Linked DNA regions of Mus musculus: regions 1 and 3 are each linked to region 2. A link is a contact called in public HiChIP or PLAC-seq and promoter capture Hi-C data. All regions are on one chromosome and are shown on one strand. The core of a region is the stretch at or near the end of the contact, and the rest is flanking DNA. Distances in the headings are between cores, read along the strand shown. Region 1 holds the start of Wdr45 (WD repeat domain 45). Region 2 holds the start of Eras (ES cell-expressed Ras). Region 3 holds the start of Was (Wiskott-Aldrich syndrome).

The links. HiChIP or PLAC-seq counts read pairs in DNA pulled down with a chosen protein or histone mark. Capture Hi-C pulls out chosen DNA fragments and counts their contacts.
Region 1: a contact with region 2 is called in an H3K4me3 HiChIP or PLAC-seq map of embryonic stem cells, with 10 read pairs. The contact joins the promoter of Wdr45 here to the promoter of Eras in region 2. A contact is called at or near these places in 2 of 39 promoter capture datasets (embryonic stem cells and liver), 1 of 484 Hi-C or Micro-C datasets (uterus), 3 of 115 datasets of contacts at active chromatin or transcription factors (all in embryonic stem cells) and 2 of 9 other capture datasets (adipose tissue and liver).
Region 3: a promoter capture Hi-C map of adipose tissue shows a contact between it and region 2. The contact joins the promoter of Was here to the promoter of Eras in region 2. A contact is called at or near these places in 13 of 39 promoter capture datasets (the 3T3-L1 cell line, the HPC-7 cell line, HPC-7-derived erythroid cells and 7 more), 1 of 15 datasets of contacts at CTCF or cohesin (pro-B cells), 36 of 484 Hi-C or Micro-C datasets (the AML12 cell line, the G1E-ER4 cell line, the N1E-115 cell line and 14 more), 14 of 115 datasets of contacts at active chromatin or transcription factors (the SCID.adh cell line, bone marrow-derived dendritic cells, embryonic stem cells and 5 more) and 4 of 9 other capture datasets (adipose tissue, embryonic stem cells, liver and 1 more).

Annotation. Positions count from the first base shown.
Region 1 is chrX:7,720,957-7,724,643 of GRCm38.p6, reverse strand. It overlaps Wdr45 (WD repeat domain 45), which reads right to left and starts at 2,424. Exons shown (of 11, transcript NM_001290792.1): 1 at 2,266-2,424; 2 at 724-795; 3 at 546-620; 4 at 353-457. The coding sequence starts at 778.
Region 2 is chrX:7,927,124-7,931,028 of GRCm38.p6, reverse strand. Eras (ES cell-expressed Ras) reads left to right here and starts at 2,422. Exons shown (of 2, transcript NM_181548.2): 1 at 2,422-2,560. It overlaps Hdac6 (histone deacetylase 6), which reads left to right. Exons shown (of 29, transcript NM_001130416.1): 27 at 1-20; 28 at 117-245; 29 at 492-907. The coding sequence ends at 560.
Region 3 is chrX:8,088,868-8,092,511 of GRCm38.p6, reverse strand. Was (Wiskott-Aldrich syndrome) reads left to right here and starts at 2,021. Exons shown (of 12, transcript NM_009515.2): 1 at 2,021-2,221; 2 at 2,528-2,668; 3 at 3,170-3,256; 4 at 3,374-3,476; 5 at 3,597-3,638. The coding sequence starts at 2,084.

The DNA of each region.
Region 1 (3,687 bases), core at 1,175-3,674, 210 kb after region 2:
CAGGGAAATAGGTGACAGACAATAAGTAGTTTTGCTGATTGACAGTGCAGGGGATGGAACCGAGGGCCTTGTACAGACCAGGCAAGTGTTTTACCACTGAGCTATACCTCCAGCCCCAATAGCACTGTGTGAGTTTGAGACCAGCCTGGTTTAGAAAGAATTAGACAGACCCTGCCTCAAAAAAAAAATACTAAAGAGACGAAACTTAAGCTATAAGATTCATGACTTCCAAACTGTGCCTTACTGTGGGACTCAAGAGGCACTGAGGACTTTATTTGCCATGCCCTCAGGGTATACGTGGGAAGGGAGGAATTTGAGGAATCTGGGTCAAGTATAGGATGAAAGCGCTTACCTGAGATCTCAGAGAACTTGGGGCTGCTCCCACCGCCCACCAGGGCCAGCAGGTTGGATCGGTGCAGCATCTCTACCAGGCCCACGCTGCCTACCTGCTCGTGGTCTGGACAGGGAATAGGGTGTCAGGAGAGGTCCATGCCAATGCACACATCAGCCCTTCTGCCCACTGCCCCACCGCTACAGCCACTCACCAAGATGCCCCTTCTCCATAAGTGGCTCCACATTGTAGATCCGGACGCCTGTCTCCATGGCGCAGCAAAAGCAGCCTGGGGATGGAAGGAATCAGTCGGACTCCCGTATTCTGGGGCTCAGAGTCATCCCTGGCCCTTCTTTTCCTTCTTTCCCACAAAGACACAATCATAAGCTTACTTTGGTCTTGGTTGAAATGTAGGCTGGTCACACCTCGAAGTGGCTGCTGAGTCATGATTCAGGACGGCCTTCCTAGGCGCAAGAAAAGACAGCATTGTGAAGAGTTCCCCAGTGTCCTCTCTGAAGTCCTACAACTTCTGTCCCCCAAATCATTTCTTCTTCCTCACCACTTGGTCTATTTTGTTTTGAGATAGGGTCTTGCTATGTATCCCTGGCTGTCCTGGTACTCCCTATGTAGCACAGGCTGGCCTTCAATTCCCAGCAGTCCTCCAGCCTCCACTTCCTGAGGGATGGGATTATAGGCGTATGCCACCACGCCTGGCTTCCTCCCCATTTTGATACTTTTCTTTGCCAGACTGTAAAAAACAAAAACAAGTGGAGGATACCTCAGAGTATCTGTTTAAACCAAGACCACAGGCAGAACGTATCCCGGCCCATAATGACAAAAAGCCTCATAACAGGCACAAACACCAAGCATGGGGTAATGGGGTAGGGAATATCCCATGGTACCTCCTCCCCCCTCCCAGCCATTCTTAGCTCTAATGTTTGATATGACCTCAAACCTCTCTACAAGCTATTCATCTGCACACCGGCACCCAACTCCACCTGTCAATAAATAGTGGAACAAAAGCTAAGGTTTCAAAAAAAAAAAAAAAAAAAACAAAAAAAAAAAAAAAAAGCTAAGGTTTCCTGCATCTTCACTGCCGTGAATGGCCCATCACCCACAGAACTGCCCTCCTCAAGCCCTTCTAACTTTACCTGGAGGCTTATTCGCCTCCAGGGTATCTCATTTACATCCTCCCATGCAGCATACTTTCCCCAAACCCTTCTCTCATATGACCAACTCTCAAGGCAAAGGCAAGCCTGAGAACCCCCTCCACTCCCTCTACTTAAGTCCTAAAGACCAATCCACACCCTACCCCACACCCGAGGCATTACTCTGACATTCCAAATTCTTCACATGTGACACATTCCATTCCCTATACTGTCTACCCACGACCCCTAAGCTTACACAATGTTACTCATGAGTCCCCTCCCCCTAAAATTTGTCCCTTTTGTCTCCATGCTATCTCTTGAAGGTTCTGCCCTAGGGCACGCTAGCCCCACCCCCTCCCAAAAAAAAAACCCATATCCTGCCTAGGAAAACCTCAACCTACCAATGCTGCTGCTGCTGCTGCTCTGACTCCCTCCCCTAAACATTCCTGCCCTAAAAACCTCGTCCTTTTTTCAAATCCCATCTCTTCCAAGACCTCTCTTCAGGCACACCTATCAGCTAAGATCGCAAATCTACTTTTCTCGCGTAAAACTTGGGTCTTGCTTCTACATGAGCCATACTCTGGAGAGCACTAGCTTCCAAGAGCCCTTTTTAAATCTATGCTCCAAATGCCCACACTAACGAAGAACCCTAATTGAAACGCCTCACCCTCTCCCAAAAGCCATGATCCTTTCCAAGACAGCACCGACTCAAGCCCCCATATCCCCAGCCATCCATCACCTGTCAAGACCTCTAGTAGAAACACCCAACCCATGACCGTGACCAACCCTTGGATCTTGCTCCAGATGCGCGTCACCTCTGCCGACTTGATCACCCCTCCCCGACCCCTGCCCTAGCCGTTGGTGCCGCCTGCGGCACAAATTTCTGACCTCCCGGGCTTTGGTGCCCAGCTCTGCTGTTTACATCAGGTCTTACTTCCGGAGGAGGGAGTCTGTGAACGGAAGTGACTCATTCTGGGCAGAGACTCCAGCCAGGGCTCTTCTCACCCACTTGGCGGACCTGTGGAGCATCCCGAGCAGTAGTAGAGTCCTCCGAGGGAAGTTCCGGAAAAAGAATGAGGGCGGATTAGGGGACTGGAGGCACAAAAGACTGCCCAAAGGCAGGACTGTCTAAGGGAACCCGGGAAAGGGCTTGCCCCCACCCCCAAACGGAAGCGGGCCAAGCATTGAACTCGTTAACTCACGGAGAGATAGAGGGGCAAACCTCCCAGGCTAACGAGTTCTCCGAGTTGGGCTAGAGTGGCTATCAATGTTTGTTTACCTTGTGGCTCTGGGTGCTCCTGGCTGGAATAAAAGATCTTGAAAGTTGAGATCAGCTTGAGTAGGGGAAAGATAAGAGTGGAATTTTACTTTCTTTTCCCCACCCTATTCCTAGCTCTTTACAAAAAGATCCTTTGTTACCGTAAAATGTGAGTGCTCCGGGCGTGATTGCTCACACACCTGTAGTGCTAGTAGTTGGCGAGGGACAGTCGAGGTTGTCTTGGGCTACATGAGGTCCTGTCTTTTTTAACAAAAGCTACAAACAGAGAATGCTTACATGGAAACACAAAAGGCCCCAAATTGCACACTGGAAATATTAGAGTGTTGAGATAAGTGCAATATGCACGACAGTTGTGAGAAATAATAAACGAGTTAGTACTGGCTGTTGAAACAGGATCGGAGGGTTTGTGCCATCCTGAGTTACAAAAAAAAGTCAATAAAAGGGAAAGAAGAATGGGGAACTACCTTGCATTTACCATAATCAGAGCCATAATAGTTAACACTCTGCTTCTGTCTTTACTTATTTTAATTTTTATGTTTTTTTTTATTTTTTTCGAGACAGGGTTTCTCTGTATAGCCCTGGCTGTCCTGGAACTCACTCTGTAGACCAGGCTGGCCTCAAACTCAGAAATCCACCTGCCTCAGCCTCCCAAGTGCTGGGATTAAAGGTGTGCGCCACCACAGCCTGGCCTAAAGACCTTTAGTCTTAATCACCCCTTCCTTTCTATAGTCCCTCCTCTATACTGACCTCCATACTTAATCCTTCTGTTGTAGTTTCCCCTGTTATCCCTTTATATGATTCTATTCTATATCCCATATCCTTAGAAGATTCCCTCCTCCCGGCTACTGTACCATTCTTTAGCTGTGCATCCACAGGCAAGTTGCTGAATCCCACTGAGCCCTGGCTTCCTTACCTATCAAATGTGTTAA
Region 2 (3,905 bases), core at 1,173-3,672:
TGTGTCTGACTTGCTATCAGGTATGGAACAGAAGAGGGGTATTGGGTAGAGATTGGGCCCAGCAGCAAACTTCAGCTGGTGCCAAGCGACCTGTGACAATCACTTTCCAACCTCAGGTGTACTGCAGTCGCTATGTCAATGCCCATATGGTCTGCCACCATGAAGCCTCTGAACACCCGCTGGTCCTCAGCTGTGTTGACCTGTCTACCTGGTGTTATGTCTGTCAGGCTTATGTCCACCACGAGGTGAGCCTGGCAAGTTGCTTAACCCGTGCACACTGAGCCCTGTCCCCCGTCCCCTGTATCCCTTCTACCATTTGGTAAGGGGAGAACACTATTTTGCATGGCTGCCCCATAGATATTTGCAGGAGGGTATAGGGTAGTCTAGGAGAAGCAGTAGTTGAAAGCTGCTGCTACCATGGTGACAGCCTCTCTCTGGCTGAAATAGAGCCACCCTCACTTTGACCTACCTTGTCCTTCCTTTGTCCTCAGGATCTCCAAGATGTGAAGAACGCTGCCCACCAGAACAAGTTTGGGGAGGACATGCCCCACTCACACTAAATCCCAGACCACACTGCCTGTTTCCCTTCTGAGGCCACAGGCAGGGCAGCTTAGTTCACCGCAGTCCGTACCTTGGATAAGGGGCCTCACTTGAACCCATCTTGAATACCCTTTGCCAGGTGCTTATTTAAGTACAAATCCTTTTCAAAGGACTCTAGTGTTCAGTTGTTGATGTGCCCCTGCCCACTGCCTGCTCGAGGAATACCTCTGTTCTACCCAGAAGGAGGGAGGGACAGCTTAGTAGCCCTAGGAAGGAGCTGAGATCACAAGGATGACATTGAAGGAGACAACGGGGCAGTGGCAGCAGGTCAGCATATTTAATAAAGTTGGAGTTGCTACAAAACCTGAAGAAAGTGCTTTTTTTTTTTATTTTGAAAAACCCGTCATTCCTAGCCAGCACAACTGAGGGAAGAAAGGGAGGAGAGAAGAAAGGAGAGGTCTTCATCAATTCAACTCTATCCATTGCCCCCCCCAAAAAAAACAATTTAACTAAAATTGAAGTAGGCAGCCAGATTGGCTCTGCTGGAGAGTAAATAGAATTCGTGAGCAAATGAGTGCCCAGCATAGAACTAGGAGGCTCACCAGACATGATGGTGCGTGTGCCCTTTATCCCCAAACTTGGAAGACAAAGGCAGTTGGAGTTCAAGGCCAGCCTGGTCAGTTCTAGGCTAGTCAGAAGTACTTAGTAAAAAGACATGAGAACTGTCAGGATGTAGCCTCCTGGGCCTGTTTCCCCATCGACCTCACTGACTGTTTGGGGAGGGTGAGGAAAGGAAGGGTTCAAATTTAACTTCAAGGTCTAGTGGCTATGGGTGGCAGCCGGAGCAAAACTGCAGTGCCTCTAACCAGAGTTAGAGAACTGGAGAGCTTTGCTGGAATTCTATTCCACATCATGAAAATTGCTTTGGCTGATTAGGGATTTTGTTGATTGCCACTTTCTCATCCCAGAGATTCACCTACTCAAAAAGAAGGAGGGCATCTCCCCACCCTTTACATAGGGTCCCATATAAATCAGGCCAACTTTAAACTCGGACCTTGTACATCCTTTTTTGTATGAGTGTTTTGTCTGCGTGTGTGTATTTGCACCATATACATGTCGAAAGCCACGGAGGCGAGAAGAGGATGACAGATCCTCTGAAGCTGGAGTAGACACCTAGCCTGGATCCCCTGGAAGAGCAAGTGCTCTTAACCATTGAACCAGCTCTCCAGCCCTGCCCTTGCACTTCTCACCCACTTCCCTAGCGCTGGGATTGCAGCTAGGTGCTACTTCATACATTTTAGGCAGTGCCTGCATAGCAAGCACTACCAATGTCTAAACCCAGTCCAGTCCCTTTGGGAAACATGACAGATGCTCCAGTTTACATTTCATTGCTCAGAATTCTAGCCTGTGATTGTCATAGCTGCAAGAGAGTCTGAGGGATTTATAACGTGCACTTCTGCTTCAGATAAGTTCTTTCTGACCTCAAAAAAACAAAAAAACAACAAAAAAAAAAACCCTTCCTTTGCAAATGTTTCCCTTCAGAATGCACCCAATCTACCCCGTAGATACCCAGAAACCCAGCTGAAGTTGTATAAATTCCCTGGATCAAAAAATACAAAATGGTTTCCAAAATGTGGCCTTCCAGATCAAATCCTGACACAGCACCATACACTCCAAAGTGGGGTCTTCCAAGTTAAATCCTGACACAGTGCTACACACAAATGGCCCAAGCGGAACCAACCCTACTGCAGTTCAGGCGAAGGAGGGGCGGGGCAGAGGGGGGTGTGCTGTGTAGAGAGGGGCAGGTGGAGGTCCCGCCCACATTTGCTCTTACATTGTGCGATGGGTGAGGGGAAAAGCAGCGGGGTGGGGGTGGGGGGTCAGGGGTCGGGCAGGTGGGAGGGGGAAGCTCACATCTCCGCCCTCTGCTGCCTCTGGGGGTAGGGAGCATCCTAACCCCCAACTGTCCGGTCAGATCCGCCTACTGCCCCTCATCAGACTGCTACTCCTGGGAGCACAGGTAAGCAGGGCTCTGGCGTTCCTTAGATCAGACATCTTTCTCAGCGCGGGATTCCAGGGACAGGGGCTCCGCCTTCCCCATCCCTGCCTCATGAGGGGAGTGAGCCTTGCACTCGGTTCACTTAACTGAGTGCTAGCGCTGAGCGGGAAGCGGACTTTCTTGAGGTAGGAAGGAGCACTAGGGCCACCGGTCTAACTTGAGTCTGAAGTGGAACACAGGAACAGGTTAGGGTTACCCTTCCCCTTCTCCAACCCCGAGCTTTACACCTGACTCTGACACGGAAAACCACAGAGACCAGGCGAGTTGTCCAAGCTAACCCCAAGGAAGCTACAGGGTCTCTTATTTGGAGCGACTCCGTACCCTTCCCTCTCTCTTTGACCCTATGTGCCCAGCCTGCTTCTGTGTGCCTTCCTGGGCTCCTGCCTTCCTGGGTCAGAGATGCAAGTCCAGAAGACTGATTCAAGCTGCTCAAAGCTCAAAGCCGCTCAAAACCTCAAGCTCCCTTGAGCTCTTTGGGGGTGCTCCACATAGGGGTTCTGTAACTCGAGCAGAAAGCTGAGGTGCCTTTTGTGGTGTCTGTACCATGCCCGCCTGAAGCCGGTCCCGGTTTAGTGTGGCCATACCGAGGACTCACTCAGCCTCTCCTTAACCGCCAGTACCCTAGGGAGGCGACCTTCTTATATTTATCCCCACCTCCCATCATAGCATTCCCCAGATTTGCTGCTGCTCTCCTCCCAAATTTAAGAGTCCTTTCGATCTTGAAAGGGAGCTGTTCGCTTCCAGAGTATATCGGAATCTGACCTCTCTCTCCTTTTCACCGGCTCTACTGCCACCCTCGACCCGCCCTTGGATTCTTTCACTACCCGGGGCCTCCTCACTGAGGTCATCCCAGTTCTTTCTCTGATCGAGCCTCCACAGACTCTTCCCTGTCGATGTCCCCAAACTCTGAGGTACTCCAAAGTTCTATTCTCTGGCCGCTTCTCTCCTCACCCTTGTGCGGGCAAGCACTCTCGGAGGCCCTTTCAGAGGATCCCTCCACCTGAGACCTTCCCCCAACCCCCGCCACGCCTCACTATCCAAAACACTGCCGAATCTCCTCGGGACCCCTGGAACCCACTACCTGCCCCTGAACTGCGGCTCCTCCCTCCGAGCCCCTTCCCTTTTCTAGTGAAAACAGGATATGGAGGTGCATTCAGTGAGTTAATGACTTGCTAGTAATAGCTAACACAAATTGAGCACCTGCTGTGTGCCGAACCCTCTTCTACTATGCAAGATAATTTGCTTACTTATCATATTTATTGTCTCTCTTTTCAACCAGAATCTCTCTTGAAGGCCTCTGGAGTTG
Region 3 (3,644 bases), core at 772-3,271, 160 kb before region 2:
TTAAGAGCACTAACTGCTCTTCTAGAGGTCCTGAGTTCAATCCCCAGGATGGTCAGAAGTTTAATATCATCCACAGTTACACAAGTTCAAGGTCATCCTGGACTAAGTGAAACTCTATAGGTCCCACACCCTCCCCCGTAAATGAAAGAAAATAAGAATCAGGTTGTAAGGTGCTTCAGATCTGGAGATGTCAGTAGCTCTGTATGCTGTGGGCCCCATAAACTATTTGGAGACTGGGTGAGAGGCTGGAAGAAGTTGAAGGAATGATCTCAAAAGGTATTTGGAGCCTGAGTTTGGATCGAAGACCTTGTGCCTGCAGGCATAGACAGTCAAGTTCCAGGCAGCCCCGAGGACATCCAATTCAAAGGTTTGTACCCACATCTGAAAGCTGCTTAGGCATGTCAAACTGCTGTCCCTACCCCTGGTACCCTCCTTCCCAACTGGCCAGCCTCCTCCCTTAGGCAATGGGATCAGAAGGCATGAGGGTACAGCTCAGAGTTAGAGCACGTACTTACCATGGTCAAGGCCCGGGAGCCAATCCTTATCACCAAAAGTGGAGACAACTAAGCCTTCAAAGGTTCCCTACTTTCATAAAGTCCCAACATAATAAAAAAATCAATCAAGATGTTGTTTTAGTATTTATTTATTTATACTGTCAAGTCCTTCCTTCCCGAATGAGATTGAAAAGAAAGTAATTAGGGCCAGGCATGGTGATACAGGCCTTTAATCCCAGCACTCAGAAGGCAGAGGCAGATGGATCTCTGTGAGTTCAAGGCCAGCCTGGTCTATAGAGTGAGTTTTAGGACAGCCAGGGCTCTACACAGGGAAAACGTGTCTCAAAACAAACAAACAAACAAACAAACAAACAAAAGCAAAGCAAAGCAAAGCAAAACAAAACAAAAACCAAATAAAACAAAAACAAAAAACAAAAAAGGGGTGGGGGTCTGAGTTTAGGCTAGAGAGATTGTTGAGTGGTTAAGAGCACTGACTGCTCTTCCAGAGGACATAGGTTCAAATCCCAGAACACACATGGCAGCTCAGGACTGTCTGTAACTCTGACACCCTCACACAGACATACATGTAGGCAAAACACCAAGGCGCATAAAATAAAAATAAATTTTACAAAAGAAAGTAATTGGGGTCTGGAGAGATGGCTCAGTGATTAAGAGCACTGACTGTTCTTCCAGAGGTCCTGAGTTCAAATCCCAGAAACCACATGGTGGCTCACAGCATCTGTAATGAAGATCCAATGCCCTCTCCTGGTGTGTCTGAAGACAGCGACAGTGTACCCGCATACATGAAATAAATAAATGAAAAAGAAAGTAATTAGGGAGCTACAGGGGGCAAGAGTAAAAGATGGGGAAGTGAGTCATGGCCTTCTATATCATTGGCAACGTCCAAAGCTAGAGATTAGTTCATATGCCTTTTTTTTTTTTTTTTTTTTTTTTTTTTTGGTTTTTCGAGACAGGGTTTCTCTGTATAGCCCTGGCTGTCCTGGAACTCACTTTGTAGACCAGGCTGGCCTCGAACTCAGAAATCTGCCTGTCTCTGCCTCCTGAGTGCTGGGGTCAAAGGTGTGCGCCACCACGCCCGGCTCAATATGCCTTTAAAAGGAAAAGCTGTAATGCAATGGCCCTTTAGCACCTGGAGCCTTAGATTCAACCCCAGGCCAAGTCGGTGCTTTTGGAAGACGGAAGGAGGCTACACAGACTTGTGACTACTCTCTGCGTAGCTACCCTGAAGGAGAAGCTCTGCAGATGGCGTAGCTCTCCCTCAGTGTCCGACTAGAGCAAGGCTGATCTAAGCCTGTCAGAAGGAAATGGCCCCGCACAAAAAGGGAGAGGACGTTGGGAAGAAAGAAGAAAGGAAGATGCCCTGAGCTCATTACAAACTTGGATCTAGCCACGCAAATGGAGGAGGGCCCATGCCTGTCCTAGAGAGGAGAACAGGCCCTCTGGGGGGCCCTGGAGGACTTATTTCCCTTGTGGTTTATTGTACTTCCTGTTCCCCTGCTCACTGCGGAAGTTCCTCTTCTTACCCTGCACCCAGAGCTTAGCTGGAGAGGACTAAGGCAGAAGGCAGCATGAATAGTGGCCCTGGCCCTGTAGGAGGCAGGCCTGGGGGCCGAGGGGGACCAGCCGTTCAGCAGAACATTCCTTCCAACCTCCTCCAGGACCATGAAAACCAGAGACTCTTTGAGCTTCTTGGCCGAAAATGCTGGGTGAGTTGGGAGATCTCCTGGTCCTCCCAGTCTCCCTCCCTCTCCTCTTCTTCCTCTCTACTTCTTCTTCCCCGTTCTGCTTCCTCCTCTTACCCATATTTCCCTTCTCCTTGTTCCCATCATCCCTGTATCCCCCTTCTCCCCATCTCCTCTCCTCAGATTCACTCACTCCCCATTATCTTGATGTCTACTCCCCTTCCTCCTGGCTACAGCTCTTTCCCCAAGCTCATGAAAGCCACAGGCAGGCAAGGACCAGGCCTGGTGACCCATGAGCACACTGCACTGACCCCTGCTCTCCCCTCCTAGACACTGGCTACCACAGTTGTTCAGCTCTACCTGGCACTGCCCCCTGGAGCTGAGCACTGGACCATGGAACACTGCGGGGCTGTGTGCTTCGTGAAGGATAACCCTCAGAAGTCCTACTTCATCCGCCTTTATGGCCTACAGGTGACCCCATGCCCCACTGGACAGGAAAGCTAGTTCCCAACTTACAAAACCAGTTTTTGTCCACAGCTCCAAGCCTTCACTCATATCAGTGACCCCCTGAGCTCCAGAACCAAAGACCAATACAGATCCCAAGTTGTGTTTTTCTCATTCTGAGTCTAAGAAGACGGACCTCAGAAGGTTTATATCAAGACTTAGATCTGCTCCACAAATACCTGAGCCTCAGCCTCAAATATGTTCTAAATCATGTTGAATACTCTTAGAACTGGAATCTTAAATTCACAACGTGGAGCCTTCAACTCCTACATATAGGCTTTGGCTCCCAAACCCATATCTCTCATATCGGTGTCTGACTCTCAGACACCTAGAACCCAAACTCTGATAGTGAGCTGAAGCTGAAGAGCTTTAAATAAAACCCCGGGACACCAAACCTGGACACCATGCTCCAGTGGTCTGCCACCCAAGATGCCTGGATTTCAGCATGCACCTCCCCCCACTTTCCAGGCTGGTCGGCTACTCTGGGAACAGGAGCTGTACTCTCAGCTGGTTTATCTCACTCCCACCCCGTTCTTCCACACTTTTGCTGGAGATGTAAGTGAGCAGCTTGTGCATCCTTGCGCTGCAGTTGGGGGGGATGGGGAGGAGATGAGAAAGTCCCGGGGATGTGGGGGGCGTACTAGAAGTTTGCTGACCCCAAGGCATGTATAGGACTGTCAAGTAGGACTGAACTTTGCGGATGAGAGTGAAGCCCAGGCCTTCCGGGCCTTGGTGCAGGAGAAGATACAAAAAAGGAATCAGAGGCAAAGCGGAGGTAAGGAGGCCTTGGTGGGAATTGGGGGGAGGTAGGTTAGACAGAGGTGAGTGCACGGGTGTGAGGCTGGAAAAGCCCCTCTCATGGTTTTGGCTCTCAGTCCACCCTATTTAACCACAGAAAGACGCCAGCTACCACCACCACCAGCACCAATCAATGAGGGTGAGT